Regions from separate parts of the Mus musculus genome. Here regions 1, 2 and 4 are each linked to region 3. A link is a contact called in public promoter capture Hi-C data. All regions are on one chromosome and are shown on one strand. The core of a region is the stretch at or near the end of the contact, and the rest is flanking DNA. Distances in the headings are between cores, read along the strand shown.

Evidence for each region. Promoter capture Hi-C pulls out the DNA fragments that hold promoters and counts their contacts.
Region 1: a contact with region 3 is called in a promoter capture Hi-C map of liver, with 3 times the contacts expected there. The contact joins the promoter of H4c6 here to the promoter of Slc17a1 in region 3. A contact is called at or near these places in 2 of 39 promoter capture datasets (the HPC-7 cell line and liver) and 1 of 115 datasets of contacts at active chromatin or transcription factors (microglia).
Region 2: a promoter capture Hi-C map of liver shows a contact between it and region 3, with 3 times the contacts expected there. The contact joins the enhancer-like site here to the promoter of Slc17a1 in region 3. A contact is called at or near these places in 19 of 39 promoter capture datasets (the 3T3-L1 cell line, 3T3-L1-derived adipocytes, the C10 cell line and 11 more) and 1 of 115 datasets of contacts at active chromatin or transcription factors (embryonic stem cells).
Region 4: a contact with region 3 is called in a promoter capture Hi-C map of liver, with 2.6 times the contacts expected there. The contact joins the enhancer-like site here to the promoter of Slc17a1 in region 3. A contact is called at or near these places in 6 of 39 promoter capture datasets (cranial neural crest, embryonic stem cells, liver and 1 more) and 1 of 115 datasets of contacts at active chromatin or transcription factors (embryonic stem cells).

Annotation. Positions count from the first base shown.
Region 1 is chr13:23,546,815-23,554,573 of GRCm38.p6, forward strand. It overlaps H4c6 (H4 clustered histone 6), which reads right to left and starts at 4,854. Exons shown (of 1, transcript NM_175655.3): 1 at 4,472-4,854. The coding sequence starts at 4,829. The coding sequence ends at 4,518.
Region 2 is chr13:24,334,309-24,341,844 of GRCm38.p6, forward strand. All of the region lies in intron 1 of Cmah (cytidine monophospho-N-acetylneuraminic acid hydroxylase), which reads left to right. Gm11342 (predicted gene 11342) reads right to left here. Exons shown (of 4, transcript NR_167750.1): 3 at 2,944-3,074; 4 at 2,391-2,643. Among named protein-coding and RNA genes, the nearest start is that of Cmah, 11 kb to the left of the region's middle. Within about 2 kb of position 5,838, at least 7 of the 459 cell types and tissues checked have an H3K27ac peak or open chromatin away from gene starts, as enhancers often do. A contact at or near this core is called in liver, where this site is marked.
Region 3 is chr13:23,865,578-23,872,817 of GRCm38.p6, forward strand. Slc17a1 (solute carrier family 17 (sodium phosphate), member 1) reads left to right here and starts at 4,696. Exons shown (of 13, transcript NM_001170638.1): 1 at 4,696-4,774; 2 at 6,982-7,050. The coding sequence starts at 7,023.
Region 4 is chr13:24,360,907-24,368,139 of GRCm38.p6, forward strand. All of the region lies in intron 1 of Cmah (cytidine monophospho-N-acetylneuraminic acid hydroxylase), which reads left to right. The region is part of intron 2 of Gm11342 (predicted gene 11342); the gene reads right to left. Among named protein-coding and RNA genes, the nearest start is that of Gm11342, 11 kb to the right of the region's middle. Within about 2 kb of position 4,550, at least 3 of the 459 cell types and tissues checked have an H3K27ac peak or open chromatin away from gene starts, as enhancers often do. A contact at or near this core is called in liver, where this site is marked.

The sequences.
Region 1 (7,759 bases), core at 3,604-6,103, 320 kb before region 3:
AACTTATTACTAAGGTCATTCACCCCCGTACAGAGCATCCCTGCCTTATCTACTAGGAGATCAACAGGGTGCCGAAGGTGTTTCTGGAGAACATACAAAGCAGGACTGTCACAGTCGAAGACGTGGTCCAAGCACTCTGGAGATGTGCTTTGAGGCCAGTATCTGCAAAAGGCTCTTTTCAGGGCTACACACTTTAAACTAAGGATGACTTGCTAAAGGAAGGAGGGTTTTCTCAGTGTGTTCACCTGCATCACTTTATCAACAACCCAGTCATAGGTAGTTAGCCATTTAAACCTTTTATAATTTTTTGTTTTGTTTTTGTTAACAGCATCTTACTAGAGCAGTCTTGTGTCATCCCATAGTGATGTTCCTTAGACTTCCCATGCATTGGGATGGCAGTTGTAGAAAACATTTTTAGGGTACGAACTATACTGTGTATGTTATGTACTCCCACATTTTCTCTCTCTTTCTTCCTTCCTTCCTTCCTTCATTCCTTTCCTTCCTTCCTTCCTTCCTTCCTTCCTTCCTTCCTTCCTTTCTTTCTTTCTTTCTTTCTTTCTTTCTTTCTTTCTTTCTTTCTTTCTTTCTTTCAGACAGGGTTTCTCTGTGTAACCCTGACTGTCCTGGAACTTACTCTGTAGTAGACCTGCCTCTGCCTCCCAAGTGCTGGGATTAAAGGCATGCGCCACCACTGCCTGGTACTCCCACACTTTTTTACTGAGTTAAATGAAACTTTCTTCAGTTTTGTCCAAATGGTGTACTTTAGCAGCACTAAGCATTAACCTAAACTCACTTATTAGAAATATAACCTTGCCCAGCGTGGTGGCCCTTGGCTTTAGTCCCAGCACTTGGGTAGCAGAGGCAGAGAGAGACAAGCAAATCTCAGTTCTAAGCCAGCATGGTCTATAGATTTAAGTCAAGGCCAGCCAGGGATACACAGGAAAACACTGCTTACAAAGAACCAAACAAAATATAGATTCTCACCTTTCTCAATCTGATGTTTACAGTAAAGGAAGCCTATTAAATCTCATCTTAAGAGGAACAGACACCAATATCCAGAATGTGGAATGTTCTATGTGACACTTGTTTTTTTTTCTTTAAAAAAAAAAAAATCTTGTCATAATAAGAAAGTGGGGTTAGGGTTCTATCTAGTTCAGTTGGAAGAGCGCTAAACCAGCATACTTCACCAGCCATGTGTATTGGGGTTATGGTGTAAGTCTATAATTCTAGAAGTTGGGAGGTAGGAGCAGGAAGATCATCGGTTCAAGGTGAACTTCAACAGAATGGACAGCTGAGAGAGACCTTGTTTTTAAAAAAGGAAACAAGACAAAACAAAACAACCAAACAGTATCTGTGTGGCATGTGGTTCAAGTTTAAAACAGACTTGACCAATATAGTAGCCAGATAAAATAATTAATTGGATTCTGGCTCTTAAGGATAGTGAGATTTTAACAAAGAGATGTCAATTGGGCATTTTATTATTATTATTATTATTATTATTATTATTATTATTAAAGTCTTTTGTTTTCAGTCATATGTGAAAATTATACAGAAAATTCCCTTATTCTTGGGTTCATGTTCAAGTATTCAACGACAAAATTTCATGATATATGTCTGAAATTTACTTCCAAATGCTTTAGACTGGTAAGTTGCACAAGGGTACGAGTGAGAATGCGTGTGCAAGAACTCACCCACCCTGCCCCCAGTAGAGTCGTTGTTAGGTGGTAGAGTATACATTTATATATTGGATTGTATCCATTGTTTGTATTCAGAAATTTGAGGCAACTTAAATGGATGACACAGTTGTGTGTTAGAAACTCTTTAGAGCAATGATTAGTGAGAGGGGGGCTGGCGGGGGTGGGGTGGGGTGGGGAGAGAGAGAGAGAGAGGGAGAGAAAGAGAGGGAGAGAGAGAGAGAGAAAGAGAGGGAGGGAGAGAGAGAGAGAGAGAGAGAGAGAGAGAGAGAGAGAGAGAGAGGGAGAAAGAGAGGGAGGGAGGGAGAGAGAGAGATCCTTTGAGCAGGTAAGTATAAACCCGGTGGGAGAAGCTAGAAGCTTCATGATTCACTGCTCCAAGGCATTGCCCTGGGTCTTGAATTTGAAGTGAGCTGGAGTGGGTGGATCTATGAACAGAGTATTTCAGACTTTAGCAAAGGTCAACAGAGATGCCAGATTAAGATATGTACAAGGGACAGTCAAAAGTTTAATACTATAGAGAGGGAGAGCAGTATGTGAGGGCAGGCGTAGCAGTATGTGAGGGCAGGCGTGGCAGTATGAACAAAGAAACTTTAATATAAACAGTATAGAGAACATGTGAATAAGAAATAAGAACAGGACTAAGCTGGATGTTATGGTGGGAAACAGTTAGGTTATGTTAGTTGTGTGTACTAAATAAAAATAAAGTATGCTGTAACAATGTAATGACAAAGTGTAATTGCTTTTTGTAGCTAAGAAAAACCGATTTGCAGCACGCAGGCAGAGACCTTGATGCTGTATCAGTAAAAACTATTGTATTTTGCTTTTTAACCAAAACAATTATGTGCTGTTTTGGCTGCATGCATTAAAATAAAAAATAAAAAATGAAAAATGAAAAAAACAAAACAAAACAAAACAAAACAAAACAAAACAAAACAAAACACCAGCTGCCTCCTGAAACATGCAAAGCAACAAACAAATTCAAGACTTGCCTGAGAGCCTTTTTGCCACTTGCTTTTGAGTTAGGTGCCATTGTAAACTAATGCTTGTCATTATACTAAATAAATCTTAAACAGTACCATTGATTTTATGCAGGATACATCATAGTAATGTGTGAAATGGCTTACCAAGTTCAAAAACATAGGTGGCAGACACTGCAGACACTAACACCCAGAATAGATGACAGGGACCATCATTTCCCTCCTTACTAGTTGCCTGCCCGTCCTGTTTGCCTTATCAGACCCAGAGTAAACTAAGTATATACTCTAAGTGATACTTTCAGATTTTCTTCTTGTACTGTGTGCCCTTGTCTAGGCTTGTGGGGAATAAACTGAGTTTCACTACACTGTACAAAATTTATAAATAATAATATTGATGTATCAAACATAAAAGTGGATGTTATGTCTAGAATGTGGACTCAGAGAAAAGCTTCAGACAGAGAAGCAAGCGATTTGTCTAGAGTCAGCCTGCTGCTTAGAACTGAAGTTGAGGTTTTCTGAAAGCAAGCTCTTTCTAGTAAGTTTTAGATGGTGAATTGTTTACAGATTATGTTTAAAATCTACTAGGCTGAGAAGATTTCAAAGGTACTTTTCTCCAAAGCTAAGGCTTTGTTTGTAACTGTTATATGGGTATTCTTGATCAAATAATTAATCAAATCTAATTGTTGCAGATATTTAGAGGAAAGTCAATTTTGTCTTTATAGCTTTTAATTTTATTCATACTAAGTAATTGCTGTGTGTTAGGTTCTATAATTGGCACTGGCAGTACTTGGTTCAGGTAGAAAGGTGAAGGTTGAAAAAGACATTACATTCTTATGAGAACAAACCACACGTGTACAGATGGAAATTTCATTTGGAAGAAAAGATGTGTTGTTCAGTCTAGTTGGGAGTATAATTCATGGTTATGGATGAGGTCATAGAGGCAAGACAGATGTCAGATAAAACACAGGAGTTTGGGTTTTATTTTTTAGATGCAGGATAATCAGTTAAGAAAATTTTATTTTTGTACAAAAGAGATGAAAACTATTTAAAATTGCTTAAAAAACACTGCAGGGGAAAAGATAACTCATCATTAAAATAATTTGAAAAGGACCCAGAAAGCATACAGAAGAATGAGAAAAACAGGATGTGTGCCAGGAAGCATGTAATCTTGATATTGCTAAGTTAGGAATATAGGGTCACTAGTGTGCTTTTGGGCCCATCATTTTGACTGCGGGAGTGGTTGTGATCTCATGTATAGCAGGAGCTGTAAATTTGGAAGTCAACAAGCCATTTAGTAGTCGAATCCTTCTCAATGTGGAAAGCCTGGCTCATAGCAGGGTAACAAGTCTAAGTTGCTAAGTAATAAGGCCACTTAAAAAATATGAACCAGTCTGTTAACTAGTAATGGAGTTTTCCCTCTGGAGCAACGTTGTCAGGAAGAGCTGGCAGCCTTGAGCTTTAGCCCAGAAGTGAAACGTTAGGGTTGTAATCAAGGATACAGGGGAAAGAGCACACAGGTTAAAACAGCTCTTTAGGCCTAAGAATTTTGTTCATCATCTCTTCAAAAGTATCTTTTGCCCTTTGTATTTAGCACCTTCAAGGGAATAAGACTCAGCTTAAGCACTGGGAGAAAGCAGTAGACCTTGTCTGGATTTGATGTGTTATAATTACTACAAACTACTGGGGAAGCACTTTCATTGCCTAGATTTACCTTTTGAAAAGTCTCAGCCGCCATTTTGAACTTTAGGGACAGAACAATTACAAGTCGAGAAATGCAAACAGCTTTTTATGACAAAGTGGGTGGCCCTGAAAAGGGCCTTTGAGAAAGAAGCTCCAGGTGAGCTTAACCGCCGAATCCGTAGAGGGTGCGGCCCTGGCGCTTGAGCGCGTAGACCACGTCCATGGCGGTGACGGTCTTGCGCTTGGCGTGCTCCGTGTAGGTGACGGCGTCGCGGATCACGTTCTCCAGGAACACCTTCAGCACACCGCGGGTTTCCTCGTAGATGAGACCGGAGATGCGCTTCACTCCTCCGCGCCGGGCCAGGCGGCGGATGGCGGGCTTGGTGATGCCCTGGATGTTATCGCGAAGAACCTTACGGTGGCGCTTAGCGCCGCCTTTGCCCAGGCCTTTTCCTCCCTTACCACGACCAGACATGGCTATGGAGCACTGAGTTGAAATTCCTTAAGCGCCCTCTACAGCTGGTATATATATGGCGAATGCGGACCTTTTAGAGGACTGAAAAGGCGCGGGCGGGAAGGTGATTCTGTATCCGCCCCTCTAACTCACTGGCTGAATCCTATTGCTAGGCGGAAGGCACAGCCCCTGTGGCGAGGGGAATATGAGTTTTCCGCTTTTCTCTTGGAGTTCTTAGTCACTAGTTTGTGTCCTTCAGGAGCGTACTTGTAGGTTCTGACAACCGATAGTTTATAATTCTCCCAGCCACTCATCATTTTTAAAAAGGAGGTTGTTATCCATACACTTATCTACAAAACCGGATATAGTACAGTAAGGTTATCTTTTAGGTGGAAGATTTACGAAAATGTAACTTCTAAAATTTTGCAAGCATTATTAAATCTCACTTATGAAGCTCTTTGCATTTCTCAGAGGCTTGCACATAGCTCTGTTTTCAAGTCTACAAAGGGCACTAGTATTGATTGAATATATACTGCTTCCCTTTTTTTTTTTTTTTTTCTCGAGACAGGGTTTCTCTGTGTAGCCCTGGCTGTCCTGGCACTCACTCTGTAGACCAGGCTGGCCTGGAAAGATGGAGACTTGCTCAGAGTTGAAGATCTAATCTTTTTAATAAACGCTATTGTTGCTGGGGAGGACTTTTGTGTTTCATGACCGGTAGCCACCGTTTTCTTTTTAGCCTCTGTAGTACTGGTTTGAGCCCCATCCTTGTGTAGAGAGAGGCCATCTTGAAGATGTGCTTTGGCTATTGCTTGTGTGAGACGTTTCTATGATAATGGTAGAGAAACAAACAAACAAACAAAAAACCCAAAAAAACAAAAAAACAAAAGTAACTACCATGTACTCAGGATGTGCTTATCCCAATTACCCCACAGAACTTTTCTATGCTTCTTTCCAGAAAATCACCAGTCCTCACCCCACTCACTCTGTACATACCAGAATGCCAAAACTAGTGTGAGTACAGTGGGGTTAAATAGCACAGTGGATTCCTCTCCCCCACCCAAGGAACTCAAAGGTCACTTAAGGGAAACTAAGTTCAGGCTGTGAAGTGTGACATGACATCAGCTCAGCATATTCCTTCCTGCTGCCTAGTAAGTACCCCAGTGAAGCAGCCATATCCCAATTGCATTGACCTTGCCCTGAAACTTGTTGAGCACAGTTTCAGTTATCTAGACTGTAGATGGGGATGTATTTGCACATTGGAGAATGGGCTTTTCTAAAAAATCGAGGACTTAGAATACTCCTCAAGTATGCAAGATGCTATTTAGCTTCCACACACAGTTAAAAGGTGTTACAGAGGGGAGAGAGAAGTGGGAGGGGGGTTTTTAAATATTTAAAGGCTCCCATTTTAGAAAATGAACTTAATACATACTCTTTTGTACTTGGATGTGAGTTCCAAGTTGCCAGTATCTTCATGTAATGTCAACAGAAAGGGATATAAAATTGATAGCTCTAATTTTTATAGATATTTTGAGCACATTTGTCTTAAATTTGTCTTCTTCCCCATCTATTATGATTGTTTTCCTGTTACTTATTATTTCAGCCTAAAGTTGCCTTCTTCTCTTTATATATTTCTTTTCTTGCTACCTATTTATTAGCCCTATTATTTTCCTTCTGAAACAGTGCTTGGTTTCTTCATGTAGCCATAGCTGTCCTGGAACTTGCTCTGTAGATAGTCCTTAATTTCAGAGATCTACCTGCTTCTGCCTCCCAGGTACTCGGATTAAAGGCATGGACCACCACAACCAGGTTGATTTTTATTTTATACAACCACCCTTTCCTGTAGATTTGAAAGTCTCTAGGTATTAGAATACCCAAGAATGTGTCTCCCTGTAGAATACCTCATGAGGCTGTAATCTCTCACCTGTTACTATAGTAATGGTGTGCATTTGTGTGTATGTGTGTATATTTGCTTATCTAACACAAAATTGAGAGAAGAGGACGAAGCCATAAGTTTCACTGTTCTCACACCTCTTAGGGATTTTTATCGCCTGTTTTTAATCTCTACAAAATAGTACAAGCCTTACTACAGAGAATAATCTGCTGTTTTTCAGGATGTAATTATATTTTGGAGTTAAGACCAAAACCACATTTGTGATATTAGCCTCCACAGTCATGAGTGGGAATGAGTGAAGCTTCTTATGGTTTCAAGTTTGTAGTCCCATGGTTGATCCCTTTTCCAGAAACTTTATTCTTGCTGCAGTTATCATAATGATAACTGACTATGAAATGTTTAAGTCCTTTGGTGGATACCACCTGCTAATTCTTTTGTTTGTGACAGACTATATTATATATGTAATATATGTAATGAGGTCAGCAGCTATCATGGAAATTAAAAAACAGATTTTCTTTCACATTCTGCTTGTTTTTAATAATGAAATTCAAATCATTTTAAAACTGGAAATATGCAGAAAACTGTTGTGATAAGTGTTGGCAAGGGGAAACAGCTGCATAACACAGGTCCTGAAACACGGCATATAACACAGCTGTAAACTTTGTACTCTAAACACGGAGTGAGTTGCTAAGTCAGGTTATATCTCACTGTTCTTCAGCTCCCAGTTGCTAAACTTCTGTTCCTTCTTGACCTAGGTATCTTTTTTCTGTACATGTGATAGTTGGTGTACATTTCTCTATCAAATCTGAAAAATATGTGCTTTCAGCTTTTGATCTACAATAGGGATGGCACAGACTCATCACGTCTCCAGAAAATGGCTAAATCACTAAAACAGGAAAACCGAAGGGGAATTACACACTGGTATCTCAAATATCATTAAAAAATCCAATCGATATTTTCTACAATAATCATTCCCCCGGTATGCACTGCTTTCCCATCTAGTGCCAATTCCTACAGCTTGGTGCAGATAGCCCTGGAAGCTTGTGTTGTTGCTTTCTCG
Region 2 (7,536 bases), core at 4,588-7,087, 470 kb after region 3:
AGTATTTGTCTGTGGGCCTCTGTATTTGTTTCCCTCTGCTGCAGGAGGAAGCTTCTCTGATAATGGCTGAACAAGGCACTGATCTCTGAGTTTAGCATAATGTCATTAGGAGTCATTTCACTGCTACATTTTTTTTAAATTTTTTTTATTTTTTTTTATTTTTTTGTAAGAACAGTAGTATTTGATCTTACCCAAATACTCTGACTCTCTGGGCTATTTGGTTTCAAGTTCTTGGTCACTCAAGTTGTGGATTCCACCTTTTGCAGTGGGCTTTCAGTCTAATCAGATACTGGTTGTTCATTCCCATATACTCTGTGCTTCTAACACACTAGCATATCTTGTCGGCGACACCATTGTTGATAAAAGAGTTTGTGACTGGGTTGATGTTTATGTTTCTTTTTTGACAATATGCAGGGTACTTCTCTGTATCAAAGACACTAACACATCAAGGTGAAGACTCTACATAGGCACCAGTTCAACGTCTCTGTGTTCAATGAGTTGTGTAGATGTTTTCAGCAATGGGACCTTGTCATCAGATTGTGGAGAGCCACCTATAGTCTTGGCAACAGATTGAATTGTTTAGGGATGCCCATGGAACCCCATTGCCAACAAATCAATTCGATGTAACCCAATCCTAGTACCAGAAGGTTCATTTGGAGACAATAGCTGTCCAATTGGGGCTACCTTACCTCATAATTTGGTAATATCTTTTAGATTATCTTCATACATGTGTATGTTTTAGGAAACTTCTACTGTATTAGGTTCCCATATTACCCCTAAAATGTCCTTAATTTTAGCTGTCTCTTTCTATATTCCCTCTTTGTCCCCCTGTTCCTTCCTCCTCTCCATTTGACCCTCCTATTTCAGCCCCCCCATCTATCCATAACTAAATATTCTAATTCACTTTTTTAGGGGGATCTACTCTCTCCCCTCAGTCCCTTATCTCATACTTAACCTCTGTGGTTCTACAGATTGTAGCTTGGTTACTATTGACTTAGCAACTAATATCCACATACATACCATATTTGTTGTTCTGGATATGGGATACCTCACTTAAAATTATTTTTTCTAATTCTATCCATTTATCTGCAATTTCATGATTTTATTTTATTTAATGGTTGATTAATATTCAATTATATAAATGTATAACTTTTTTTTATCCACTACTGTCAAGGGAGGATATTTAGGTTGTTTTCAATTTTTGGCTATTATGAATAAATAAAGCAGACACGAATATAGTTGAGCAAGTGCCTTTGTGAATGGATGAAGCATCCTTTGGGTATATGTCAAAGAATGGTATAGCTGTATCTTGAGGTAGATCAATCCCACCTTCCCGAGGAACTGCCACACTGATTTTCATGGTGGCTATACATGTCTGCACTCTCATCAGCAATAGAAGAGAGTTACCCTTGTTCTACATCCTTGCCAGCATGAGCTATCACTTGTCTTAGCCAGTCAGACAGAGGTAAAATGAAAGCTTAAAGGACTTTTGGTTTACATTTCCCTGATGGTGAAGGATGTTAAACATTTAAATGTTTCTCAATCATTTGAGTTTCCTCTTTCGAGATTTTTTTGTTGTTGTTATTGTTTAGATCTGTATACCACTTTTTTCTTTCTTTTTCTTTATTAATCAATATTGCATTTCTCACATTTTACTTGTCTTTTAGTGTCTACAATTGAACATTATGCTGGTTACATTTTCAGAGATTCTAATCAATTAGAAGTGAGAAGACATATTCTCAGGGTTTTCTCGTCTGTATCATAAACATACATAAACTTTTTAAATTTAAACAAAATGTAATGTAATGCTGCATTGATAGGCAAGGTTGTTTGACTGTCTCTTTTTTGTTTTGTGGAAAACTTCACATATAAGGAATTCATTATATGATCTATGCTGTCCTCTCTCCCACTTCTGTGTACCACTTTTTAACTGAGGTATTTGTTTCCTTGATACCTAGGATTTTTTTTTTTAGATTTTTTTCCCTATATTTTGAATAGTAGCCCTCTATTAAATGTGTAGTTGGTAAAACATTTTCCATTTTGTAGGCTGCCACTTTGTCTGAATAATGCTGTCCTTTGACATGCAGAATCTTTTCAGTTTCACAAGGTCCAATTAATTAATTGTGGATCTTAGTGACCATGTTAATAGTGTTCTGTTCAGAAAGTCTTTTTCTGTGCCAAAGAGTTCAGGGCTATTTCCCACTTTCTCTTCTATCAGGTTCAGTGTATTTGATTTTATGTTGAAGCCTTTGATCCATTTGGAGTTGAGTTTTGTGTGAGGTGACAGGTATGGATCTATTTGGATCTTCTAGATGCGGCTGCCCAGGTTAACTAGCACCATTTGTTGAAGATGCTGTTTATTTTGTCTCCATTGTGTATTTCTGGACTTCTTTATAGGTGAACACATGAATTCTTTAATAGCACAAGTTGTCTTTGAGTTTCAGCATAGACTTTCTAAGCACTACTATGTACTAGCAACCTGATTTCCCTTTAGTAATCTGAATCTGTCATCCCGGCGACTTGTCATTGTCTTTCTGTGCCCTTCACTTCAGTAGTAGGAGGAAACCCAATAGTTGTTGTTGGCACTCCTGGCCTCCAACCAGCAGAACTCAGCATCATGGAAGGAGATGAAGAATCCTGCAACTGTTAGATAAGAGAATGAGCAGAATTATCCTCCTCTAGAAAGCCAGACTGGCAGGAGGAATGACATCATACATTGCCTGTCATATACGTTTACTAGTGGCTGTCTGTGAGAGCATATTCTTCTAGACTATTATACCCTAACTGGTACATTTAAAACTTGAGTTTTGGTTAGCCCATTCCTAGCCTGTTACCTGGGATCCCCTTGTTTTCTAGGACATGGGTCAATCCAGTGAGATTGAGCAGGTGTCGTGGCACACACCTGTGGTCCTAGCAGTTGGGAGAAGCTGTCTTGGCACACACCTGTAGTCCTAGTAGTTGGGAGAAGCTGTCGTGGCACACACCTGTGGTCCTAGCAGTTGGGAGAAGCTGTCGTGGCACACACCTGCAGTCCTAGCAGTTGGGAGAAGCTGTCGTGGCACACACCTGTGGTCCTAGCAGTTGGGAGAAGAAGGAGAATTGAGAGTTCAAAGTGATTCTTGGCTACATAGCAAGTTGGAGGCCAACCTAAACTATGTGAGCCCTGCATCAAAGTGAACCCTGCCTCAAAACAGTGCTGATAAAAACCAGTGCACTCCACAAGGATGTGCTGTGAAGCAAAAATCCATGGACTACCACGAAGATTGTATTACCATGGTGTCACCGTGACAAAATATCTGACAGAGGAAACTTAAGGAAGGGCTTATTGGGGTTCGTTCATCCTTTGAGGGTATAGTCCATCATGATGGTGAAGGCATGGTAGCAAGAGAGAAAAAGAGTGGGGGGAGGGGGATGGTGGTACTCAAATCACTTTTACTCTCTCCAGAATCTCAGCCCATGAGAGTACAACCCAAGTTCAACGTAAATCTTTCCTTGCAGTTAAACCTCTCTGAGAATGCTTACACACACACACACACACACACACACACACACCTCAGTTTGTTTCCTAGATGACTGTAGATCCATTGAGTTGACAATGGTGAGGAAGCAACACAGGATAGTGGTGTTGTGTGATACGTCCCAACTCTGAGAGCAGATCCAAATTTGGACTAGAATTAATTTTGATGAGGAAGAAACACTCCCCTTTCTGTGGTACAAGAGTCCCATTATAATCTGGGCTGCCACTAGGTGGCAATGGTTCTGTACTAAGGACTCAGCTGACCTCTGTTCTTGACATATGGGTCATCTGATCATTCTTTAAAGAGGGGAGTCACGCTAGCCACCTCAGCCACTAGTACCCCTTTGTATTTAAGGGGGAAAGGCTGATGTAGAGAATGGCCCCTTGTTCATCAGCAGTGGCTGTCTTTTGGGAAGTGTATTAGTTATTTTTTCGCCTCTGTGATTAACAACTCAACAGCACAAGGGTTTATTTTGGTTCCAGGTTTGAGGTTTATAGTAGCAGGAAAGGCAAAATGGCAGAATTGTCTTTGGTGAGGGTGCCATGTAGAGCTTGATACAACTGTGTGCCCACATCTGGGCAGATCAGGAAGCAGAGAGTTGGGTGGACTTCTGCTTAGTTTCCTTCCTCCTCTTCAATTTTAGCTCATGGGGTGGAGTCATTCACATGCAGGGCGGGTCTTCTTGTCTCTGTAATCTTTGGACAAGCTCTCACAAATGTTCCCAGAAGTAAGTCTCCCAGGGTATTCTAAGGTCAGTCAAGCTGACAACAAAGATGAATTACTTAGAATCCAGATACACACTGGCTGTGAGTTTCCTAATACTGTTCTCCATCCAAGAGTAGACGTGTTCCTACTGAAACACGTCAGAAACAAGGCAAGCATGCCAGCAATCAACAGTGGGGCCCCAAAGGGGGAGAGAAAATGTCTTCTCTCAGAAGCCTTGAACCTGCCTGCCAGAACCATTTGCGAGAAAAGGAAGGGTGAAGCCTTTTTCCACTTCCTGAGTTCCCATCTGTCAATGTTCATGGAGTGTTAACCTCTCCTCCTTTTGTGTTGTTTGTGTGATGTTGCTGAGCCAATCCTCAGGGCACAGATGCACCATCAGATGGCACCTGAATGAGATTGGGTAAAGAAGTCAGAAGTGCTGAAGAGCTCCCAGCATAGAGTGTACACCAGGACAGGGGTTGCACCTTAGTGGCAGAGAACTTGTTTATCAAGAGCAAGGTCATAGTCTCAATTCCTAAAACTGCAAATAAGCATTATTGTCAGACAGCTGTAAGAGAGAAAATACTGTCTGATTTGCATAAATATGATTATTTATATAGAAAATCAAAGGGATATCACAATGTAAAGTAATTGATAAGATTGCAACAACCTTTCCAGACTGAAAAATATATGAAGTCCACACTGTATCTGCAAACTCTTTAGAAAAAGCATTAGAGCTGGGCCATGGTGGTGCATGCCTTTAATCCCAGCACTCAGGAGGCAGAGGCAGATCTCTGTGAGTTCAAGTCCAGCCTGGTCTGCAGAGTGAGTCCTAGGAAAGCCAAGGCTACACTGAGAAACCAAAGGAAAGAGAAAGGGGTCAGGGAGGGAGATAAAAGGCAATAGAAAAAAATTCCTGTGTCTGAAACAAAGATGTTAAAATATGATAAAATTCAATGGAGACTTAGAGCTGTTTGCGATGGTGGTTTCTCCGTTCTCTGTGTGTAGTACATTATTTTGTTGTTGTTGTTATTTACGTATATGGGGGAGTATATGTATACTTGTATGTTCAGATACCTTTGGAGCATCAAATCCCTTGGAGCTAGAGGTATAGGCATTTGTGAGCTGCCAGATGTGGGTGCTGGAATCTAAATTCTGGTCCTCATGACATAATAGCATCTTAACCACTGGGCCATCTCTCATTAGTATCCATAAAAAGTGCTTTTGTAAAGGGTATTTTTAAAGGCTTATTTTATTTTTACTTATGCATATACGTATATCTGTGTGGGGTATACGCATATGCCCAAGGAGGCTCATTATTGGGCTCCCCTGGATCCAGAATGACAGGTGACAGTAAGCTCCCAACCTGAATGCTGGGAACTGAACTCCACCCAGTCTTCTGCAAGAGCAGAATACACAGTTAACTACTAAGTGCTCTCTCCAGCCATATAAAACCATTTTTAAGCAATTAAGCTAGAATTTAATATGAATCAATCAGCATCCTGACTTTATTTTCTGTGGGAACTTTAGCTTTGCTCTCCCTTGGATTGTTGCCCTTGTTATCTGGTCAGTGTTTATGGTTCTAACAGGACTGCCAATAGCACTGGGAACTCTCCTGGAAACAAACCAAATACTCAATGAAAGGGAGTCACAAATGGAAGACTAGATACCTATTTCAGTGTTGTGCCTGACTTGTGAATCCTAAAAGGCCACCAAGGAGTCAATTCTGATGCAATCCCAGTAGGGTCTCAAGCTTGAGCCACACAGCTGTCTCTGACACAGCAGAAATGGAGGGTGAAGCCTCAAGCTCTCACCAGGACAAGGTTTTATAGGAAATGGCAAGCAATTGAGGGGGTTTCTAGCCTGGCACACATGTAACTTTAAGTTTTTCAAACCTTATTTTTAATAATGGTTCTTAAACACTTTAACATCCCCTTTAGCCCACCACCCACCAGAGGTAGTGGGAAAGAAAGGATGGGGGTTGGGAGTATGGACCTGTTTAGAAAGGTTCCTTAGGGCAACTCCTATCAGCAGCTTCCAGGTTAGCAACGGCAGCTCGATCCACTCGAAAACATTTCACAGATATGCCAGCAGCACAGTTTCATTTGAGTCGTGATAGCAAACATGAATCAGCAACAGTGGTACTACTTAGCAGAGACAGCCAGGCCTCAGCCTCAGCTCAAGTCAGCAGGAGGGACCATGAGGGACACCAGAAGTTCTCTGCTGTGCCTTTCTTGGGGAAGTTAAGATCAGCAAAGATACAAGACCCACAAGCATTGAACAGCGAGCTCTATAAGCAAACCAAGCTCTGTCTTCTTCACTGTCCATCGAGTCCTATTTATACCCTCCAGGCATCATGTGCCCTCTGCAGGTCTTACCTCAGCACGTGTATCTAATCAGCATGAGTTTGTGGAGTCTTGACAAATGCAGCTCAACTATGCAATGTAAGGCAAACTAATACATATGTGTTGTTAGCAAAGAATCTTTTATCATGTGCTCTTTCATGTTCTTGCTTTAGCAGAATACCCTTTCTCCTGGGTCAGCTTCAGTGAAATGTTCCGTCGTGAGTGTGCCTCAGTCTTTCACCTGTGTTCACTTCAGGAAAACACTCCATCACTTGTTTGCCCCAGCAAAACACCATCCAACACAACTGACTTGCCAAAGAACCCTTAAAGTTTCTACTACTCACACAGCTGACTGGGGGCTATTATGGAATTTTGTTGCCCTTTAAAATAATTGGCTGGTGCTGGGAGTCAAACTATAAACTTAATTTCTGCTTTCCTCCTGATTGGGGGTTCTTAGGAAGTGAAGTGACAGGGGCAGCTTGTAACCTGGAGGTCCAGGCTTGTTGGGGAGTGACCTGGAAACTGGTGCTAGAGAGTTCAACTTTAAGTCAGATTGTCTAAGATGGAGTCTGAACACAAGATCTGGTTGCTGTCCAGACAAGTGCATTCTCACATACACCAGCCTTTGTTGTGGATGTGAGACAAACCTTTCTCCCCAATTTAAAGCTGATAAAAAGCTAGAGCCTGTGATTGGGCAGTAGAGAGAGAAAAATGCAGGACTTGAGGATTGAGTGAGAGGTCTCAGGAGAGACCGGGGGAAGAACAAGGAGAATAGGACAGAGGGAGAAGGAGGCCTCCATGAGTCCAGATGGAGCATGAGCATGTGCCAGGAGAAGTGCACCTTGAAGACAGGCTGAGAGAAGCAGCCGGGGAGAGACTCAAGTGATAAGGGGCATATGGGCTTGGATATAGGTGAGAATAGCATAGATTTTACCCAGTCCAGGCTTACAGCTTGTAAATAAAATACC
Region 3 (7,240 bases), core at 3,446-5,945:
AAAAAAGTATATATATGCATATACATAAATATACATATATATATATATACTAGGAAATATATACTATACACTTATATATAAATTTAAAAATGATTTATATGTGTGTATTAAATGAGTTGATCCATGTGATATATACACACATATATACAGTTGAATCTGAGTTACATACATGCATACAGACACACATATATATCCTGAACAAGAGCTGAAACACACACACATACATACATACACATACACATAGATTTTAATTATAAGCCTGTAGCTATAAGCTTAAAGCCAAATTTTGTTAGCGATGATACAGAATTTTTAACCATATCCAATGAGCAACTTACAAATCCTGAGATAAGGTTTTACAGCATAATCTTTAGCTATTTGTTTTTGAGAGCAGAGTGCAAAGAAATTCTAGAGATAAAGGATTTTTAAGAGCAGGGGAAGTAGAACTTTAGAAAAAAAGAGCCTTTGAGAGTGTAGAGCAGAGCAAGTTCAGATGCAAGGATTTGGAATTCATTTGTTTGGGACAGCAGCAGTTAAAGATTTGTGAGAATTTGGAAATCTAGCTTCCTCCAGGGAGGAAGAGCCAGTGGTGAGGGGAGGAGGCCAAGCTGAACTCTGTGTGTTGGTATAGCGATGGGGGTGGGGTGGGGGAGCCCGGAAGGGAGAGCAGTCCTGTAAGCTCCTAGAGGAAGCTCAGAGTGTTCTGGACAGCAGGCTGGAGATGGGTGGGTCCCTAGTGGGCCCAAAGCCTGGCCGCAGAAAGCCAGAAGAGAGGGAGAAGGAAAGGAAGCCATCTACATGGGTCGGCAGGCTGGAAGCCAGAGCCATGGAGGACACAGAGCTAGAGAGAAGCAACAGCTGAAGAACTGGACTCTAGAATTTGGAATCAAATTCACAAATGCATGAATACACCTCGGCAGGGTTAGATTAGCAGCTTGGTTCAGAGCAGAGGCTGCGTGCGGGGCGTGGGGGTAAGGGAGAGACAAGTGTGCTGAGTGGACTGTGTTTGGTCTGCTCCTTCGGTTTTTCCACTCCTGACCAGCTTCAAGTTGCACTTTGCAACAAACTTACAGACATAGCAGTTTATGCAGGGTAGGGAGGGAGACCAGACCCAAAAAGGGCTAGGAATGAGGAAAAAGGAAATAAGGAAAGGGGGAATTTTTTTTTCCCATTTCCCAATTGCTCAGGTGGCTGGGTATTGAGGTCAGATTCGACTGGAAAAGGGTGGTCCGAGGTTCTCCAAAGAAAGACATCCCGAAGAGAGTGAGGAGATGAATGACACAGTTCCCACAGGTGAACTACAGAGAGGTTCCAAACCCGAAGTTCTAAGGCATCCCAAGGACTTGGGGAAGGCTGAACAGAGAAGGCACAAGCTGCCCAGCGAGTCGTCACCTTCACTGTGCAAGGGCCAGGGTCTAAGAGCCAGAGGGGGAAAACCGTACTCAGAAAAAAAATGAAGCCTCACCAAGGAAATTGGTCTGAGGCAGGCGCCTCCACCAAAGACTCAGAGAAACATTGAACAACTTACCAACTGCCAGTGATGGATTGGATCCAAAGATTGGTGGACCAGAAAGTATCCACTTTTTGTTGTTGAAGGTGGAGAGGACTAGTAGGGTTCGGTGTGGCTAGACACCAGGAGAGAGAAAGACACACACACACACACACACACACACACACATCGTAGTAATGTTAGGATAACGTTTGTGGGGTGGGAGTGGGGAAGCACCTTTGTTGGGCCCTTGCCAAGGTGTGCTGCTAAAGAGATTACACCAGGCAACTAGTGCAAGAGGTTTATTGGAGGAAGGAGAAAGAAAAACCAGCTCGGAGTAAAGACATGAGAGCTAGAGACAAGCAGCCAGAGAGACCAGAAGAGAACGAACAAGATAGAGAGAATGAGAGAGAGGATAAGAGAGAATGAGAGAGAGGATGAGAGAGAGAGAGAGAGAGAGAGAGATCTGCAGTGGCCTGGTCCTATTTACAGGCCATACCTGGTAGCAGCATAGGATGATGTAAGCTGTTATCCAGTCGCTGAAGGCAGGTTGGCGGAGAGCCTAAATTACAGACTACAGTAGTGGGAGGGACTTGCTTAAGGGTAAACCAAAACTCTATCTCATTACCATAGTAAGTTTCTCAAGGGACAGTCCCGAAATAATGAAATAATGACATTCGGGAGCTGGAGAGACGGTCTAGGGACTAAGGATGCTTCCTGCTCTTTCCGAGACCCCAAGTTCAATTCCCAGCACCCAGGCCAAGCAGCTCACAACCACCACACCAGGGAATCTAGCACCGTCTGAACTCTGAGAGGCCCCACTCATATACGCAGGCACACATACATACTCATCAGGTACAATTTTTAAAAAGAAATAATGACATGCTGGCTGAGGGTGTGGCTCAGCTAATAGAGCGTTTGAACATCATGTGCAAAGCCCAGCATGGCAGACACGGCATCTAACCTGGTACAGTGGCGCATATCTGAAATCCCTGCACTTGGTAAGTAGAAGCAGGAGGAATGGGAATTCGAACCTATCCTTGCCTACCTCGTGTCTTCCAAGCCAGTCTGGGCTACTTTAGAGTCTGTCTCAAAAAAAAAAAAAAAAATCAAACAAGAATAAAGAAGACAACTTTGAAGCAGTTGAGGAGATGTATAGGGTTACTGTTTATTTCCTAGTGTTTGTAGCATGTTAACTGTTTGGTTTCGGACCCAGGGACAAGGGACTGAGAAGTGTATTTTATACACAAAAGCAGACCTGGCCTCCGGGTTCTCCCAGAATCCCTCAGTTCCTACCCCATCCTGGAACTTTCCAGCCCAGAGATGGGCTGCCGTTCCCGCAGAGGCTCTTCCCTATATAACCCAGACATTTTGGTCTCTCTTTCTTCTCTCTTTGTCTGCATGTTCTTTCTCTCCTCCCCCGCCACTCGCTCTTTTCCCCATGGCAATTTTCCCAGCTTTGGTCCTTGGGGCCAGTGAACTCGCTGAGAGCAGCTTCCCAATAAACCTGCCTTTAATATAACTATTCTGGCTTAAATTGGTGGCAGTGGAGAAATAACCTGTCATTAATTATACTTTTAAATTTCTCTGATGAATTAAGTTTCCACGATGAGTTTTTTTTTTTTTGTAGAAGAAATATATAATGTCCAATAATTGGTTTAGAATACTGTAGAAACAACTCTTGAAAAGGGAAATTCAAATGCTAGTAGTAGTTGAAGGTAGGTACTAGGTCAGTAGTTACACTAGACTGTTCTATTTCTTTTGTATGTCTGAAAACTTTCCATGATAAACCAGTAAAGTAAAAATTTAACCAGTAAAACATGGAATCCAGATGAAGCAACTTCAGAACGTCATGATGCAATAGACAATAGAGCCAGCAAACAGAAAGATGAGCCCTTCTTATGTAATTTGTCCCTAGAACTTAGGACATTGATGCCACGGGGGAGCGTTGTTTATTCACAAGGTGGACATTGAACAACTACTAACTTGGAGCTTTCAATCATTAAAAAAAAAAAAATTTTCCAGAAGTTACGAGAAATTGCTGGCTAAGTGAGCAGATAGTGCGGACTTCCTGGGGTACACAGATGATCAACACACCTAATAATCACCACTCCATCTGAGTAACAGAACAAAGCTCCTTGGCAAAGGTTTTCAATCTTCAAGTTTTCTTTCCCACCCCTCCCCTTCCCTGCCTTCTCTCCCTTCCCTGCCTTCTCTGATACACTGTCTTATCAAGTATCTCAGGCTTACCTCACACATGTTGTGTAGCCCAGACTGGCCTCAAGCTCGTGATCCTCTTGTCTCAGCCTCAAGTACAGAGTTGCCTCACAGGCCCTCACCACCTCTGACCTCAACATTTATTTAGGGGGGAAATGGGTTTCAAGTCCCTGGAGCATCTGCTAACTGTCAACTATCGACATGTATTGAAAAGGCATAATAAAATTAAAATGCTTAAAGGATATTAGCGAATCATCAACAGTGGAAATCATCTGGCTCAAGGCTTAGAAGTTCCTAACTGATCAGTAGATTACAATTCAATTCAAAAGAGTTTCTTCAGGGCTGAAAGGTTTGGAAGAGCCAGAAGCTGAACCAGAAGCCTCAGAACATATCACAGCTTTGAGGGACAGGCCATAAGAAAAGGTGCAGCTTTCTCAACACATCAAAGTTCAAAGAGGTATGATCGCTGAGGAGTAGGGGAGTTGGAAGGTACAGGAGGGGAAAGGGAGATGGAGCAAAGGAGGAAGAAGGGAAAGAGAAGGGTTGAAGGGGGGAGAGAGGCAATGAGAGAGAGGGAGGGAGGGAGGAGAGGGAGGGAAGAAGAGAGGGAGGCGAGGGTAGAGGGATAGAGAAGGCAGGAGGAAGAAAAGGAAGGAAGGGATGGAATGGAGGAGGGGAAAGATAATAAAGTCAATAGGACATGCCTAAAGCCTAGTGTTTCAGTGACAATCCATGGAATTCCAAAGGCCTCCTCAACTGAGACATCCTAGGAACACTTCTGAAAGGCATTCTCCATCCTGCCTCAGCTGGAGGGTATGGGATCAGTTTACAGGATCTTGGAATGGCCATTTGGTTCCCAGAAGGTTCTAGTCCAGGAGATCCCAAGACTCCAGCTTCTCCTCAGAAGATGCAAGGCTGGGGCAAGTGTAAAGTTAAACATTAAGCATTACCCTTGGCATGATGAGGTCAAAGAATTTGGTATAGAGTTTACCAGCAAGTAGGAAAAATTCCACACTAAAGTCGAGCTAAAAGTCTTCCTGGAAGAAGGAAGGGCCGTTCTGTCTTAATCAGGTCGGTGTGACTCTTATTGTGTGCCAAATGAAATGAAAGTCTAATTCTCCAGAGGGCTTTTGGGGTCCTTCCCTGGTAGAGAATTTCCCAAGGTAATTATCAATGTGAGCAAAAAAAAAAAAAAAATAGAAGAATTTGTTTATCTTTTGAGGCTTCTCTCAGGGAAAGGGAAAAAGAACATTTTTAAGGAATGAGTGTGAAGTGTGGGTTACTTGCAAGGACATAAAGAAAGAAACGGGGTGGGCTGTGTGATGAGTTGTCTGTGACTGCTGTGGGGAACACTGGCAGAGGAGAAGGGTAGTGTGTATGGCCTGTGTGGTATGCTGGGCTGCAAGTGGGTACCATGTGTGGTCTGTGCACTTTGTGCACATGTAGATTATAGAGGTAGATGTAGGTTTGCTTTGTGTGTGGAGATGTTTCTGTTGCATGAGATAGGTGGTGTTGTAGTATTTGTGTGTGTTGTATATGTATATGTAGCATGTGCATGTGTGGCATGTGTGTCATATATTTGTGTGTATAGTATGCATATACTGAGTTTATGCATAGTATTTATGTGTGATATGTATGTAATGTGTTCTTGTGCATATAATTTGTGTGTAGTAAAGTTATGTGTGTGATAAAGTACATATTGTATTTGTTTGGATAGCATATATGTACACTGTATTGCATGTATAGTATATATGTGGTTTTCTGTCTGTATGCAGTATGTATTTAGTGTTTCTGTGCGTATGTGTAGTATTCATGTATTGTACAAATATCATATGTGTTATTTTTCTCTCTGTGTATAGTGTTTGTGTGTATATAATTTCTTTCCATTTGTATATGTATATTGTTTATGTGTGCATAATGTTTCTCAGTGTGTAGATTTGTGTTCTGCATTGTATGTATAGGATTGTATAGTGTTTCTCTATGTATGTAGTACGTGTGTAGTGCTTGTGTGTATGTCTAGCATAGGTGTATTTTTATGTGTATGTAATGCTAATGTTTCTCTGTGTATAATATCTATGTAAAGCATTTTGGTACTGTGGTTGTATGCATAATATGTGTATAGTGTTTCTGTGTGTAGTGTATATGTGTAGATGTGTGTGTGTAGTATCTGTGTATTGTGTTCTCTATATAGTATGTGTGTAGTATTTATCTCTCTTTCTGTGTGTGTGTCTGTGTGTGTCTGTGTGTGTGTGTGTGTGTGTGTGTGTGTGTGTGTGTGTGTGTGTGTGTGTGTGTATGTGTGTGTATAGTGTCCAGGTATTCTGTTCTATATATAGTATGTGTGTAGTACTTCTCTTTCTTGCTCTGTCTAGTATCTGTGTATTGTGTTCTGTATATAGTATGTGTTTAGTACTTTCTCTCTCTCTGTGTATGTGTATTATCCCTGTGTTGTGAGTTAGTTGTGTAAACAGGAGCTCAAAAGAGGCTCCAAGGTGTAAATGCTTGATTAGAGCTTGATTAGAGTAGAGCTCGTGGTTGATGCTCTATTCATTCTAGAATGTTTCAAATACACAAATCATAGGTGTCTGGGGGACATGTGAGGGTCATGTGAACTGTAAAGTCAGATCCCAAAGTCTATGCTCATGGCTTATGAGGGAATTGAATTCTAAGTTATCTTCATCACCAGCCTCCCCCAGCAGATGCAGGCTTGGCTGCAGTGAGTCTCTTTCCAGAAACTGAGACTACAGACAGGTTCACATGGGGCTGTGGAGAATGGTCTGTCTCCAGAGAGGGTGGCACTAATAAGAAGACAGTCATATTTCACCTCTCTTAAGGTACAGAAAATGAGTTTTACTCATATTTACTCCTTTCCCAATATTTGGCTGCTATGTACATGTAAATTTCTAACCACCGCAGCCTCTCTCTGCCTGATAGCTTACTGTCAATTTGTCTTGCTGGGTAAGCCTACTGGCAGTCAATGTCCTCAATTTTTATTTCTTTAATAAAGTATTTTTCATTAGATTAAACAAAAAAAAAATCCTTGGGTTGTCAGGGCTGCTTGTTTTCTATAGTTATCAGGTTTTCTATATATTTTAAATGAGCAACAACAAAAATATCGTGAAAATGCAATGTTAACTAAGGCCCTCAGTGGAGGTGAAATGTCACTGCATCTATCTGGTAAGTCCTCCTTTGATCCCAGTTTTCAGTCAGAGAGGGGTCCTGGGTCCTAGTTCAGTTGCTTCCTGAATTGTGTTGACCAGTGTGTTTTACACCCACAGTGGATGGAGACCAAGCCCAGCAACAAGAAGATAAATCTCAAATGGAGAACCAGTGCCTCCCCAAGAAAGGTAACGCTATCCCACTATCCAGGAGTCCACTTCTTCAACACAATACCACTGATGGCATGAGGGAGATGTGTTCTACAGAAACATAAGCAGAAAATTTCAGGAAAGACACTAAAGTTTTCACATGATGCTTAAGGTTTTTCTGACATTCCATAACTATGATGCAACTATCAGTGTTTAAATATTTGTATTT
Region 4 (7,233 bases), core at 3,300-5,799, 500 kb after region 3:
CACAGACACACACACACACACCCCTCTTCACTCTCAAGGTAATTGTAGAGTTAATCTCTTAGTCAAGGTATAGAGTAAAGAAAGGGTCCACTATGACAATGGAAAAAGAAAATGTGATTTATATACACTATGGCATTACTATTCAGCATTTTAAGCAAAAGAAATTCTGTCATTTGGCCCTGGAGAATACTGTTGAGTGAAATAAACCAGATTTCTACAGAAAGATAAATATCGCATGATCTTATATATATTACATGAGATCCATTTCCGGATGGATTTCATTTTTGTGATGTTATTAGAAAGTCTAATACTGGGTAATTTATTAATAAAAAACCCAGAATTTCATTTCTATAGTTCCAGAAATAGGATCAAACTGCTGTCTGGTCAGAGCCAAGTCTCTGCTTGCAAGGTGATACCTTGTTGCTGAAACCTATGGGTCTCCCATCATCATCATCACCACCACCAACACCACCACCACCACCACCACCACCACCATCACCACCACCATCACCACCACCACCATCACCACCACCACCATCACCATCACCACCTCCACCACCTCCACCATCATAATCCATTACAGAGACTCTATAATGTAAACACATGTCAAGCCTGCATGTTGGACACTCTGAATATATACAACTATATTTGTTGATTTAAAAAGGAAAGTTTTGGGCTGGTGAGATGGCTCAGTGGGTAAGAGCACTGGCTGCTCTTCCAAAGGTCCTGAGTTCAAATCCCAGCAACCACGTGGTGGCTCACAACCATTTGTAATGAGATCTGACACCTTTTGGTGTGTCTAAAGATAGCAACAGTGTACTTACACATAGTAATAAATAAATCTTTGAGCCAAAGTGAGCAGAGGTCCTGAGTTCAATTCTCAGTAGCCACATGATGACTCACAACCATTTGTAGTTATAGTGTACTCATACACATAAAATAAATAAATAAATCTTTTTTTTTTTTTTAAGGAAAGTGTCTTAGTCACGGTTTCTATTCCTGCACAAACATGATGACCAAGAAGCAAGTTGGGGAGGAAAGGGTTTTACATTTCTATACTGCTGTTCATCACTAAGGAAGTCAGGACTGGAACTCAAGCAGGTCAGGAAGCAGGAGCTGATGCAGAGGCCATGGAGGGATGTTCCTTACTGGCTTGCTTCCCCTGGCTTGCTCAGCCAGCTCTCTTATAAAACCAAGATTACCAGCCCAGAGATGCTCCCACCCACAAGGAGCCTTTCCCCCTTGATCACTAATTGAGAAAATGCCTTACAGTTGTAGCTCATGGAGGCATTTCCTCAACTGAAGCTCCCTTTTCTGTGATAACTCCAGCTGTGTCAAGTTGGCACAAAACTAGCCAGTACAGAAAGTTTCCCACGGGTTCAAGATGGCAAGATGGGATAGCTTGAGAATTAACCCAAGAAAAACATGAAGGGCCTTCAAGGGCAGTAGACATGTTTGACTCAACCATAATGAAACTAAATGAAATTAGAGAATTCTAGAAAATCAAATCATTGTTTTGAAAAAGGCAATAAAACAAAAATCATGTAGCTAGCCTCAAGTCATAAACTGTATAACTGCCTTTCCCAGTAGTATCCACCAGTTCTCTACAAGAGGGTACAAGTCAATATATTTTAAAAGTTAGAATTTTACCATTTTGCAAGTCCTCGGTGACATAATGAATTACAGTGGTGAACAGGAAAAGAGGGACTACAAATCAAGGCATCCTTGAAGTAAAAGCAAAGTGCACCATGTGAAAATTGAGCTTCAACTTAATTGGGCCTAAGAAGGAAGAGGGACTTGTCCTACCACACAGCTGAAATCCACAGAATCCAGGCGGCAGAAAATGCCAATGTCCAAACAATTTGCTTTTATCTACAAATAAGTTAAATGGGAAAAAGAAGGGAGGCTGTTAGTAAAAACAATTGTGAGATCTGTCAACCAAATGCAGTGTGATGAGCCCATTTGGATCCTGATCTTTTTTCCCATTAATTTGCTTATTTATTCACTGCACATCCCAATTGCAGCATCCCCTACCAGTCCCTATCACTTGGCTCTTCCTCCATCCCTCCCTCCCCTTCTCCTCTGAGAAGGGAGAGGTTCCCCCTGGGTACCAATCCTCCCTGGTACCTCAAGTCACTGCAGTGGATCCTGATCTTTTAAGAAAAGATTTATTTTATATTTATTAGTATGTGTGTGTGCAACTGTATGTATTTGTTATTTTTTATTTATTTTTATAGTTATCTATGTTTATGTTAGTTTGTTATGTAATAGTATTTATGTTATCTTTTATAGTATATGAAACTTTAGGGGAGTATTTTTTACTTATGTGTTCAAAAAGCTATGAAGATCACAAAAACTCAATCCCTTAAAGCAAATAAACATATTGAAAAACGTGAAAATAAAGCAGCCTTGAACCGAGAGTCACTGAAACAAAAGAGTGTCACATCTGACATGTAATACAGCAATGGTTAACAATTCTCACAGCCTCTAAGTCATCTGTGCAATCAAACAGTTCACCCTGAAGTTCTACGTCACTGCTCAGTCAAATGGGTCACAGTGAAATAGTAATCAATGTTGGATAGTTAATGAAAAATGAAAAAAAAGAAAAGGAGGAAAGGACATGATTGCCTTTAGGGATGATGGAAAAGAAAGTTTGCTATAGATAAAAAAGAAGACATAGTCGGAGGCAGACATATCTGAGAGAGTCCAGAGTGAATGTGACCCTGAGTCATGGGTGGGGGGGCAGGTGAAGCAGCCAGAGAGGCCCAAAAGAAGAGGGGTAACAAAAGTGGCTGGATTATAATAGGGAAGGGTAGCTCTTATTATATACATGCAGCTTCCTAGGCTGCAGAGTTCAGGGTAGGCAAACCAGGAGGACCCTGTAGGGTAAAAATTGAGGATCCTGGGAGAACCTGGCTGCCAGGTCCACTTTGATGTGTTAAATAGGCACACCACTATTTGTCCCAGGTTTGAAACCTAACATCCCAGCCTTTTTGTTGATAATAAATAAATGATAAGGGGCAACATATAATCTTCTAGGACTACTTCCTGCTGACACTGGGAATCATTTTTTGGGCTCCAAGGAAGCTGGAATGCTGGCCCATTCTGGGAAGAGCAGGTTGTTTCACCCACAGTCCAGGCTGTGGAGGACCAACTGGGGCTAGAAAGATGTTGTCAGGTTGGAGTAGTGTGTGAGGTGGGATGGGTGAGACTAGTCACTTTGAAGGTGTCTGGGATGCAGATTTTGAGGGGACACTGGGAGCTGGAAACTTGCTGGAGCAGTCTGCAGTTGATTTGACATCTGCTGGGACAGATAGACCAGAGACAGAAGGTAAAGTGAAGCCGTGTAGGGGAAAATTTTATCTTGGGTGTACACTTGAAAGCCGATAGTTGGGGGAGGGTAGTCCCAAGACCAGGGGAAAGATCCTACATTCAGGAATAGGGAGGTGGGGAAATAGGCTATTGGTTGACAGGGGTACTTCTCTGGAGCCCCTTTGACCTGTCAGAGGACCTGCTCACTCCCTGAAGCATACAATAATTTTTCAAATTTATGAAAAGAGACAAAAGTTTAAGATATATTAGCATTACTACTGTTTACAATCTGTACTGAAATCTGCACTGTATAAAAAGCAGTAGACTCATGTCTTTGAGTCCAAGTAAAAGCTTAGGGATGCAAACATGATTTTAGATTAAAAGCATTAACACTCTTTTTAAAGGCCTGGCATATAGATTGGATATAGAGAGATTTTTTATTTTATTTTTTGCACAATGAGAATTTTTTAAAAGTCTATATTTAGGAGACAACCAAAGTATATTTAAAATCTCGAGCTTGTGACTGTGATAATATTAGTAGTATTTTCCCAGGACTAGATTAATAGCTTATCAGAACTCCACTGATTAATGTTAAAACTATGAACTTTTGAAGTCTTAGAATACCAGTAGCATAGAAAGGGAAGAAATTTGAACAAGTTCTAATTTTTTTTTATATCTATACACCTTAAAATACCTTCTTAGACCCTCACATTTAAGCTTTCACACTCTGGGCCCCAAGAAAAAGCAAAAGATAACAAAAAGATTTAAAAAAAAAAAGGAAGACAATTTACAAAATTATAGGAAAATTAAACAAAAAACAAACAAAAAAACCCCCTGGTTTTAGAAGACAGAACTTTCACTCAGTTTTCTTCCTGGAAGCTAGAGTAGAGAACAGGCGACCCAGTTTATAGTCAGTCTTTACTATAAAGGCCTGGTCTTTGCTACTTTTCTTCTGTTATGTCCAAATACCTGACAAGAAGCTGGCCAAGGAAAGAAGGGCTTATTGGCGCTCACAACTTGAAGAAATAATGTATTGTCATGAAGGTAGATGCAGATCAAAGCTGGGGCTGGGCGAGGAAACAAAAAAAACAGATCGAAGTAGACTGAAATACACAAACCCTGATTATTAGATACTGATTTATTGATGGACTTATTACATCACCTGTACTGCCTATTCGCCAAGCACAACTCCACTTGCTACCTGGAACAGAATGCCCTGGAAGAAATAACAAAATGTTATTTAACAACCTGCTAACTGTCCTTGCTTTTGTTCACTGGTGACGTCTCACTTCCATTCTCAGTGCTATCGAGGTGCTTATTCACCTTGTGGAGGTGTCATCCCTACAACAAGATGAATGCTTGTGCTCATTAGGTCTCTAACCTAATAAGTGGCTGAGCTGCCTATTTAACTTATCAAAGTAGACCTGGCACCAGGTTCTCCCAGCCTTCCTCAGTCCCTACATGCTACGGGATCCTTCTGCCTGGCATACCCTGCACTCTGCTCTAAACTTCTTCAGCCCAGGGGCAGGGCTGCCCTGTCCCCAGATGAACTTTTCTATATAATCCAACTATTTTTGTTTCCTGGCACTTTCTATCTACCCTTTACCCTCCTCATCTCTTGGCCGGTGTCTTGGCCCAGGCCATGCTCTTGGTCGGCAGCTCCTCTCTTGTTCTCCCTCCCTGTCTCTCCTTACATGGCCCCGCTCTGTAGGGCCATGTTCACTCTGGACTCTCCCTCTGCCTATGCGCTCCCTTTTACCTACAATAAACCTTCTCCTCCACTATACCTAGGAGCAGATATGTCCTTTCCTTTTTTATTCATTCATTCATTGCTCACGTTTCCTTTTCTTCTCCTTTTCCACCTGGGATGGCTATTCTTGGTTGTTAACTTGATTACACCTGGAATTAACTAACCCCCCAAAACGCATAGGCATACTTGTGAGGAATGTTTTGCTTTTGAAGTGGGAAGATCCACTTCTTTTTGTTTGTTTTTGAGATAGGGTTTCACTATGTAGGTACTAGAACTTGCTTTGTAGACTAGGCCAGCCTTGAACTCAGAGATCCATCTGCCTTCTGAGTGCTGGGATTACAGGAGTGCACTATTACATACCACTGGGAAGACATGTCCTTTATCCAGATCTTTTAAGATGGGGGGGGGGGCGCACCCACCTCTAATCAGGGCCATGACTTCTGTTGGCAGCCTATATAAAGAACATGGAAGAAGGAAGTTTACTCTTCTTACATGTTTGTTCTTGATCTCCCTAGCAAGTCCATTCCTTACTGGTATTAGAGACTACTTCTTCAGGACTCTAGCATATAATGAAGACAAGTGAGACATCCAGCCTGTGGAGTGAACAACTACTAGATTCTTGGACCTTTTATAGGTAGTCAGCCATCATTGAACCAGCTGGATTACAGCCTGTAAATCATTCTAATAAACTCTCTATATAATATGTATCATACCCCCTATATGTAAATACATATATATTTATGTCTTAGTTAGGGCTTTACTGCTGTGGACAGACACTGTGACCAAGGCAAATCTTATAAAGGACAACATTTAATTGGAGCTGGCTTACAGGTTCAGAGGTTCACTCCATTATCATCAAGGTAGGAGCATGGCAGCATCTAGGCAGGCATGGTGCAGGAAGAGCTGAGAGTTCTATGTCTTCATCTGAAGGCTGCTAGCAGAATACAGACTTCCAAACAGCTAAAGTGAGGGTTTTAAGCCCATACCCACAGTAACATATGACACACCTACTCCAACAAGGCCAGATCTCTTAATACTGACACTTCCCGGGCCAAGCATATACAAACCATCACAATTTATATTTTTATATTTCCATAATACATATTTTCATTCTATAAATCCTGCTCCCATAGCGAACGCTAACTAATATACCACACAAGTCCAAAGCTTGTGCAGATGGTGCCACCCTTGTTCAGGGTGACTCTTTCCTCTTCAGTAAATCCTGTCTCAAACTCTTTCACAGACAAACAGAATTATGCCTCCGTCTCCTAGATGATTCTAGACCCATTCGAGTAGACAGTGAAGACTCACCATCACAGAACCCTCATTGCTTTTTTCAATCCATGGCTTAATATAGGTTGTTCTGGCCAGAAAGTCATTCCTCCCTCAATTTAGCCAATGTGAGAGGCCATGCAATGGTATAGGCTCCTTTTTATAACATAGGAAGCATTTAGGATGCAACTAATATGTAACCAGCCTAGTGATAGAAGGGTGATTGTGGCCACAACAATTGTTCTTTCTACGTATTGATTATATGTCAACTAGGAGCCCAGCAATACTGTGCTTGAGCTATTATCATATGGAGAGACAGAAGTATGAATATGGATAACAGAACTCCTCCATTCAAGGCTTAGGGAACATCTTACAAGAGAGGGTGGAAAGATTTTAAAAGCTAGAAATGTATGCTGCGAGCTTCTGTCACTTAGATGCTACAGCTTTGACACCTCAACAAAATGGCTGCCAAACAATGACAACACTAATATATATACTAATATGAAGGTAGAAACCTCACAGGGTCTCTGCCCTATACAACTACAAACAATTTAAAAACTACCGAGAGAGGAAGAATTAATCTCCTCCAGAGATGAACCACCTAACTAACTATACAATAACAAGTGGTTAGCCCTGAAATCATGTTCACACAAGCAACGCTAAATAGACCCAGCAAGTTGTGTTTATATATTTGTACACTTATATGTATGTAGCAATAATAAGTAAAGAAAAAGAGACCATGAATCTGAGAAGGAGTAGAAGAGAGAGGGTATGAAAGGGGTCAGTTGGGAGAAAGAGAGGGGTGGAGAGATGATGTAGTATTTTAATCAAAAATAAAAAATAGCAGGAAAGACTTTGAAGAAATCCAAAGCAAGTATCTAAGAATTGTGAGTCTGCTG